Linked DNA regions of Sus scrofa: regions 2 and 3 are each linked to region 1. Evidence: chromatin contacts called from public HiChIP or PLAC-seq data. All regions are on one chromosome and are shown on one strand. Each heading gives the region's core, a stretch centred on a gene start, on an enhancer-like site or on the middle of the called end of the contact. The rest is flanking DNA. Distances are from core to core; before and after follow the strand shown.

Evidence for each region. HiChIP or PLAC-seq counts read pairs in DNA pulled down with a chosen protein or histone mark.
Region 2: an H3K27ac HiChIP or PLAC-seq map of skeletal muscle shows a contact between it and region 1, with 5 times the contacts expected there. The contact joins two enhancer-like sites. A contact is called at or near these places in 5 of 47 Hi-C or Micro-C datasets (embryonic fibroblasts, heart right ventricle, mesenteric adipose tissue and 2 more) and 1 of 2 datasets of contacts at active chromatin or transcription factors (skeletal muscle).
Region 3: a contact with region 1 is called in an H3K27ac HiChIP or PLAC-seq map of skeletal muscle. The contact joins two enhancer-like sites. A contact is called at or near these places in 2 of 47 Hi-C or Micro-C datasets (both in skeletal muscle) and 1 of 2 datasets of contacts at active chromatin or transcription factors (skeletal muscle).

What each region holds. Positions count from the first base shown.
Region 1 is chr11:15,051,873-15,054,572 of Sscrofa11.1, forward strand. No RefSeq gene overlaps it. Among named protein-coding and RNA genes, the nearest start is that of FOXO1, 360 kb to the right of the region's middle. Within about 2 kb of position 1,424, at least 28 of the 83 cell types and tissues checked have an H3K27ac peak or open chromatin away from gene starts, as enhancers often do. A contact at or near this core is called in mesenteric adipose tissue and skeletal muscle, where this site is marked.
Region 2 is chr11:15,310,802-15,313,501 of Sscrofa11.1, forward strand. No RefSeq gene overlaps it. Among named protein-coding and RNA genes, the nearest start is that of FOXO1, 98 kb to the right of the region's middle. Within about 2 kb of position 1,355, at least 9 of the 83 cell types and tissues checked have an H3K27ac peak or open chromatin away from gene starts, as enhancers often do. A contact at or near this core is called in mesenteric adipose tissue and skeletal muscle, where this site is marked.
Region 3 is chr11:15,362,171-15,364,870 of Sscrofa11.1, forward strand. The region is part of intron 1 of FOXO1 (forkhead box protein O1); the gene reads right to left. Among named protein-coding and RNA genes, the nearest start is that of FOXO1, 47 kb to the right of the region's middle. Within about 2 kb of position 1,376, at least 4 of the 83 cell types and tissues checked have an H3K27ac peak or open chromatin away from gene starts, as enhancers often do. A contact at or near this core is called in skeletal muscle, where this site is marked.

The DNA.
Region 1 (2,700 bases), core at 174-2,673:
GCATGCCAATGAACCTCTGGTCTTTCCAAGGTCAAGTCTAGAGAGCCGTTATGGTAGAGGGGTTGGACGGGAGTGACCCAGGTTTTTCATCCTGACTCTCAAAATTAATTGCTGTGTAATCTCGAGCAAGTCACTTAACTTCTCTGATCTTTCATTTCTTTAAAATGGAGAGGAAACTAACTCCTATTTTACAAAGTCACTGGCCTGATCAGAGGAGACATGTGAAATTGTTCTAGAAACTCTAAAGCCCCATAAAGTCTAAGAGTTTATTATTGTAAGATCGGCCTTTGAAAGACACCAACATTAGCCCAAAAAATGTTGGTCATTTTTATGTGCACGCACATTTTTACAGTCCTTTATTTCTCTCCATAGACTTACATGAACACGGGTACATGTGCAATAGCTGACCTTCATTTCCAAAGGGTTTTAACTCGTGTGTGTGTGTGTGTGTGTGTGTGTGTGTGTGTGTGTGTGTGTGTTCTTGTCCCATTGCCTAGGGGGAAAGAATTGCAAGGAAGTTCTCTTTAACTGGGAGGATTCAGGAATGCAGAGCAAATGTTCAGAGGCAGCAGCCAAATTGGTAGCTTTTGGTGCTCCTTTCCATTGCATAGCACACCCTTAGCCAAATCAAAATGGAACCACAGCCTGGCCCACTCATCTCAACGTTCCCGTGGCCACATGTTCCCACTGCGGGGAGCACGGCGGCCAGGTCTCGTGTGTAGCCTGGGCAGGAGACCCTCCCGCAGGACCCTCGCCCCCCTGAGGTCTGAGCCCCCGGTTCCCGCTGACATGTTGGGCCAGCACCAGTCCTGCCCTGCGTGGATGTTCGCTCCCCAAAGAAATGGAACCCTGGCAAGTTCTTCACCCGCATTCTGGAAGCGGCTTCCCGAGGTTGCGCAAACACATTTGGCACAGGCTTCCGGGACCAAGAAGTTCTCTGGGTTGAATCGCAGAAACAAAATGTACTTGTCCTACTTCCGAGATCGTGTCTGCGGACTTGGCTCCCTTAGCCGAGGAACTGCCTCCTGGCTGACGTCACCCTGCCACCCGCCCCGGGAGGCAGCCCTCTCTGGGTTCAGCAGTTCAGGACCAGAAGTGAGAGAAGATGGGAGACCAGCAAAGGGAGTCGCCCTGGCTTGGCCGGGACGGGACGACGTGGGGAGAAATACACCACTTCTTACAACTAAAGAATCTTAAAATAGGAACGTGTTGGCACAGCCTGTGAGGAGGGGCCGTTGGGCTGAAAAACCCTCGGACGAGGGTCACTAGTGGCGATGTCACCCCACGCGTGAGGGGGGTTCTGGAGCGCCAGGCGCGGCCACACACGCCGCCTGGAAGCTCCGGTCCCCAGGGGCCCAGGAGGATATTTGACACCCAAACCGTAGGGATGAAATAATTCCTATGGAGAGCTCGTGCCTGGCCTTCTTGTCACGTTGCGTAATATCTCAGACATCCAGTGACTACATCTTCCCAGCCAAACCGAGGCGGGTCCTGCTGGCCCCGAGCACATTTCTCAACCTCAGGTTCTATCTCAGCACACAAAGTACCCAGGCTGCTCCAAGCATCTCCAAGGGCCATTCTGGAAAGCATTTTCTTTTCTTTAAAAGATCATCTTTCCCACACTCCTATTTTTCACCCATAAAACCTGGGATGTTTATTATCAGGCCAGACATCCCTGCTGTCTCAGACCCCATTGCCCCACGGAGGCTTTGTGCTCAGAATAAAATGAATGAGTTCTGAAAACTGTAAAATGTGCAGCACAGTGCTTGGTACGTAAGAGTTCAGTAACGTGGACTGTTGTTACTATTATTCATATCACACGGATGCACGAGTCCTCCTCCTTGGCCCCATGGTATTAATATCTGAAGATAGCAGCACATCACGTGCGGGAGATGGGGTGGGGAGGGGGACTGGCCTCAAGAACACGCAGCAGTAAATAGGCAGGGACTGAGGCTTTACGGTCCAAGGAAACACAGCCCTTCTTGATGTCCAAGGTGATGTACGGTTCAGATCCCAACTGAATTACGTGGTATGAAGGTCCCCCTCCTCCTTCCCTTCAAATATATGAGGTCTCTGGGTGCTCAAGTGTGATACACAGCCGTCGAGAGTGAAACCTTTGGCTCATCATCTTCGCAGACAAGGCTGAATAGGTCAGGAGGGTTTCCCACCCAAGTGCTCAAGTCAGACCCCCGGCTACAGCCCAAGAAAAAATAGTGGGGATTAGAAAATCCATCCTCCTCCCCTCCCCAAACCTCCTCCTGCTTCCAGTACCTACTACGGACCATCGTTTCTTGGTTACCGTGACTCCAAACTTCATTTTTTCATGCCTCCCCTTTGTTTTGCAGTCTGTATTATAAAAGAAAGAGCTCTCTTCTCCATATCCCCACTCCCTCCCCAGTTCAAGCCCTCGTGACAGGAATGTGACCTCAATGACTCCCCTGAACTCTTTGCTTCTGGAAGCATGACCCGCAGACCAGCAGCTGTGGCCCCACCCGGGAGCAGAATTCTGGGTCTTACCCTTGATCTACGGAGCCGAATCTGCACCTTAGGGATCCCCAGGTGATCTGTGTGCCCGTGGAAGCTGAGACGCGCGGGGCTGCCTGAGCCCTCCTTCCTGGGCTCCGACGGTTCTCCTGGAGCCCCGATGGCCGGATTACCTGGCTGGAGGCCATTTCCAGGCACGGCCAAGCTCCAAACCGT
Region 2 (2,700 bases), core at 105-2,604, 260 kb after region 1:
AACTCAGACTCCCAAAGTATTACACAACAGAATGCCCAACCCTGGAAACATTCCGAGGCCTTTTTTTAGTTACCTAGAAATGACAAAGGACAGTATTTACTCCAGGAGGGTTTGCAGATTGGTGTGGCTGAGGGATCCAAGAATGCATTTTTTCTACGTCTCCCTCCCTATTCCTGCTCCTGCCAGTAACCGAGTGACAACAGAATTCTTGCTAGCCATCTATTTTTTTAATCATGTGATTTTCTTACAAAAGACAAGGCCAATTGTTGTTTCCAAAAAAAAGGGCACATGATAGCTATGTGAGATTCCATACAGCTGTTAGAGGCTTCCAGCCAGCCCCATCCAGGGTTTTGAAAATTACTCATGCTTTTAATGGAATACCAATTAAGACAGGAAAAAAAAAAAAGTTAAAAGGGAACTGGAACCTTAAAGTACAGGGTTCTAAGAACTGTTGAGATCTCATAAGATACATGCATAAGAATAAATGAAATTTTCTATTCCGGGTGAGTTTTATCACAAGTATTTCTAAACAGAACTGCCTGACTTCAGGAAATATCTTCTTTTTATCAAGTCATTGTTTTGGTAGGTGTGGTGATGTGAGGTAGGAAAAAGGTGTTACCATGGCAAAGAGAATAAGTACCTTCTTTTCAAAATAACATTTGATTTCAAAAAAATATTTGAACATTTCCAATTAATTTCAAAATCTGATTTTAAAAACCAGAACGCAAAAGCCATCTATTTTATGTAATTCTGTTCAGCAAAGGAGCCGTGGCGACAACCCAATGACACAGGCAAAAATTACAAGTGACAGTGTGTATGTCTTTCTCGGGGAAGGCCCGTGAGAACAAACCCACAGCTATCTCAGGGTGACCAGCTGTGTCAGAGAGGGCAGGAGTGTTCCAGGATTGCCACAACCTAGCTGTCTCTATAGACATGCGACCCTCCGGTGGGAGTGGGGAGGGTAAGCAGATTAACTGGCATCTCATTTCAGTCTTGTGTTTTTTTAATACAATTAATGTTATTACATTCAATCATCATAACCAAATTTTATAGCATTTCCATCCCAAACTTTCATCTCGGTCTTGTTATTGGCAGTTTTAAAGGTGAGATTTTAAAGCTGCCTGAGCCCACAAAAGAGCTGTGTGGTTGGGGGGCGGGGATTCCGTAGTCTGTAGGGATACTGGGCAAAGGAAAGCCAACGACCCCTTTGAGGCATTTCATCACTGCTTATATCCCCTCTCCTGCCTCTGAACTTTCCTTGGTTGAAGAAAGTGAATAGCAGCTCCAGACTTGTCCAAATACCTTAGGCTCCTTGGTCTGCCTTTAATTTGTTGGAATGCTGGCAGGCTCAGACTGGCTCACCCAAGAGGAATGCCTCTGGCTCTGCCCAGTGGCCAAGGGCACCGGCCAGTTGCCTTCGGCTCACTGGGAGCTTGGTGATGACCCAAGTCACCCAGGCCTGGCTTGGAATTTCTCAGAACGGTGGCTATAGGGCCACTTGGGAGGACCTATTTCGGATTATTATTATGGAACCGGACCTGAGCATGGCCACATGCCTGCACGTGGGAAAGGGGTCCTGAAAGTCACCTAGCCCACCTGTGCAAGTGCCAGCTGACCCGAGGGGCAGGTGGAGGCTTGAAGGGCAGGAGGGGGCTTGGAGTGGTACCTTGCTGAGGAGGAAAGGAGGAGAAAGGCATTCCAAAGTCTTCCAGAATGTGAACGGCTGGAAGCATAAAAGGGAATGGCTGTTGGCTGTGCCTGGGATGGGTGGAGGGAAGGACCCTGGCCGCCTTAGACTACCCTGTTCTATCCAGGCAGTGGGAGAACATTCCTGTTGGAGAATAAACCCCCAGCCAGAGACTGCTTCTTCCTGGGGGCTCCTGGTATGTCCACTGTGAAGTGAGGGCTCTAGGAAGTAATGAACTGGAAAACAGTCATTTGCTGATGGAACGAGCATATAATTAGCCACCCCAACACTTCAGGGTGACAAGAGCGGCTCATAATAACTGTGCTGGGCACAATTAGCCCAAGCCTGTCTTGGCCAAACCAGAATGCTTGGTCACCACTGTTTCAGGCCGGGCTCTGTGATAGGGTCTTAAGCCCTTTATTGGCCTCAGTAACTCCAGTTGGGTTGGTGTGATTATTTCCATTTGACAAACCTCGACAAGACCCGCAAAGCAGAACTAGCACCCTCTTCTATCTCCTTTCCAACTCCCGAACCTTCCCACAGAAAAGACCTCTGTGGATGCTTAGGGCGTTCAACTGCTGCCCTGCGTATCTTTCCTAGTCACTGACGTCTACCTGCCACCTGACGCCTCCCCCAAATTAAAGGGTTGGGCACTTGAATTTGACACTTCCTCTCCACCCTGGGTCCTGCTGTCCTTTTTGTTGGCTCTGAAGTCTAAGTGCGCGTCCCATTTGTTCTTCAGGCTTCCTCCTCCCCTGACCTCTTTCACTCTAGGGCCCCATCCTCACTGCCTGTCAATCACGGCAGGTGTGACCACACCCTGGACCTTAACACAACTTCCTGCTCTCTCACTCCCTTACTGCCATCCCACCGGTTCTTCTCTGTCATCCAAACTGCCAGTCCCTTCCCCCTTTGTCACATGCCGCAGTCAGTAGTGTCCTGGTAAATATCTAACCTGCTCTAGGGGGCAGCTATATACATCTGCATATTCACACATAAGTTCATTATGAATT
Region 3 (2,700 bases), core at 126-2,625, 310 kb after region 1:
CATTTTTTTAATACTTTGAAGTATACGCACTGAATTTCTAAAGGAAATGGCATCCCCAGGAAAAGAAATTATACTCAGTTATATCAAAGCCCTTTTAGGCAGAATCAGTAACTCAAATTTTCCAATATGATAATATATTTTATTCGACAAGCTGCAATTCAGTCCTCATTTTTAGCAATCGAAACCACACTGCAGATAAAAGTCAGTTACTAGTACATGTCTACAGGAATAAATAATAGAAAAATAAAACTCTTAAAATTCACTGTGTGATATCATTTTATTCCCTGATGGAGGAGTAAGTGGATATTTCCAGGATAATTTCTATCTGTTCACAGGTGCTCAGTCACAATTACAAGCAGTCTAGGATCATAACTGGTGCTTAAAAGTTAATTAGCATCACTGTCAGCAATACACATATGAAAAGTTCCCTTCTCAACAGCTCCTGACTCTCAATTACACATCATGGGGACAAGGCCTCCACTTTTCCAGCACTGTCTCCAGTAATCCATCTCCAACTATACTACACTTCACAACTCCCTGAACACAGGGACCCTCTCCCACCACCATCCCTTTGTTCAGGCTGCTCCCAGCAGCACCCTGAATCTCCTCCCTGCCCAGCCCAGATCAGCCCCAGCCTGCTGAAATTCTACCCACACTTCTGCATTCATCTTAGGCATGGGCCGTATTTCTCCTGGTGCTTCCAACCTGACGTGACCTTCCCAGCCCCTGAAACCCCAGTACTCCCTTTTACATTTCTCTCCAGTTACTTGCCCTTAATATCTGTGTATCAGCAGCTATCTAAGCCCTGACCAGTTGTTAGCCTCGTAAGGCAGAAGCTGCGTCATCATGGGCAGCACAAAACGAAGGGATAATACCACTGGAGGTGCAGACTGGCAAAAACAAGCAAGTAGAGTATGGAAGGATGCCACGTATTACACCAACAGTGCCACCAACACTAACTGCTAAGAGATACTTCTTAATATCAGCAAACGAGTACTTAAAGCCAGTAAGTATAAACCTAATGCTCTGGAGAAGATGTACATGGACTGAACAATAAAAATATCAACAAATCTGAGGCAAGAAAAAATATATTCTGACACGATGATGATGCAGTGGAGTCTACTGAAAAGCATGTTCTATTTAACCAAAATACTGTAAAAACAAATTTGTTTGGGTTTTTTTTCCCAAATGTTAGATAGCAAGGTGAGGCAAATGTAAAAGCTGAAGATCAAAATAAGTCATTATTTTAGTGACCAAGCTGACTTTCAAACACCCTAAGTTGACAATTTACCAAAGTGAGGTTATATCATCCTTCAACACTGAGACTACACCACACCCATCCTGTCACCTGAAGCTATCTAGCCTGAAACAGACTATTTCAAGGCTTTGCAACACTTCAGAAGCAGTACACCTGCCCCTGTCAGTGGGGGAAAAGATTTAAAATGATTGCACATCATGTTCTCTCTCTTTTGGAAGGGCGGGCAGAGAGGCAGTGTGCCCACAGGGACTGAGGAAGGTGTGGAGGTGGATGTCCCTGCGAGACTACTTGCCAGGTGTCCCCCTGTCCCTGGATCCTCCCTGGGCCACACTTCCCTCTAAGGATCCTGCATCCTTGCCCATGAAACTTCTCATAGCCCCTCCTATTCCCACTTTCTAAAAAAAAAGCACATCTGATCACATCCCTGAACTTGCTTAAAATTCCCCTGGCTTCCTTTTTCCATTAGGTAAAGATCAAGTTCGTGTCAGACTTTCAGATCTGACCCTGCCTGCCTCTGCAGCCTTATTTCACCCTGCCTCTCCCTTCAGACTTGTGCTTAGGCTCCCAAAATACACTGTGTCACTTCAGGCTTCCCAGAGGCTCTCCATAAACCCCTCAGGTTGTTGCTGGGTGAAGACCTCCTGTCCCCCCTCAATGGAGGTCCCCACTGCCTCCTGCACCTCTCCCCTGTGCTTTGCCCCAGGTTCCTGTTATAGAAAGAGGCACACGGTGCTGGAACTCCAGAAAAATGGGAAAACTGGAGGACAGTGACTATGTTTTCTTGTCCTGCACCCCAAGTGCCTAGCAAAGTGCAGGAGACACAGCAGGGAGCCCGAGTATATGACGTCTCATCAGGGTGCAATCCTTGCACTACTATCACCTTCCAACTGACGGGAGGCAGACAACAGTCCATCCTAGTCACTAAATATGTGCACCAGAAAACCCACATTCTTCTTGAAGACACTTCTAGACTACACCCTCACTGACTTCCCATCTGAGGCTTCTTTACTTCATGCATCTATTCCAAAACTGCTCTACCACATGTCAGGACTGCACCGGGCACTATGAGTTAATAAGTGAAGGAATGGATGAATGAAAGAAGGATGATACGCAGACAAGATACCATCTCCATTCTCAGGAAACTGAGAGCCTTATGGGGGGATTCTACAATCCCAAATGCAGCATTCAGTAATCATTCCACGTCTTTTAGTATAGTACACACAGGCAATAAATACCTACACATCTGGTACCTTTATTTTCATTCACCACTTAACTTCCTTTGGCTACTAAAGTCATTTCTGTTGCCCTTGGGTGTCGCCCAAGTTTTACACCCTTATGACACACGGCAACAAAAAGGTGGAATGGAGGTGCCAACAAATGAAACCTGCACTTACAGAGAGGGAATGAAATCTCAATTCTAGCGGTGGAAGGAACTACAGAGA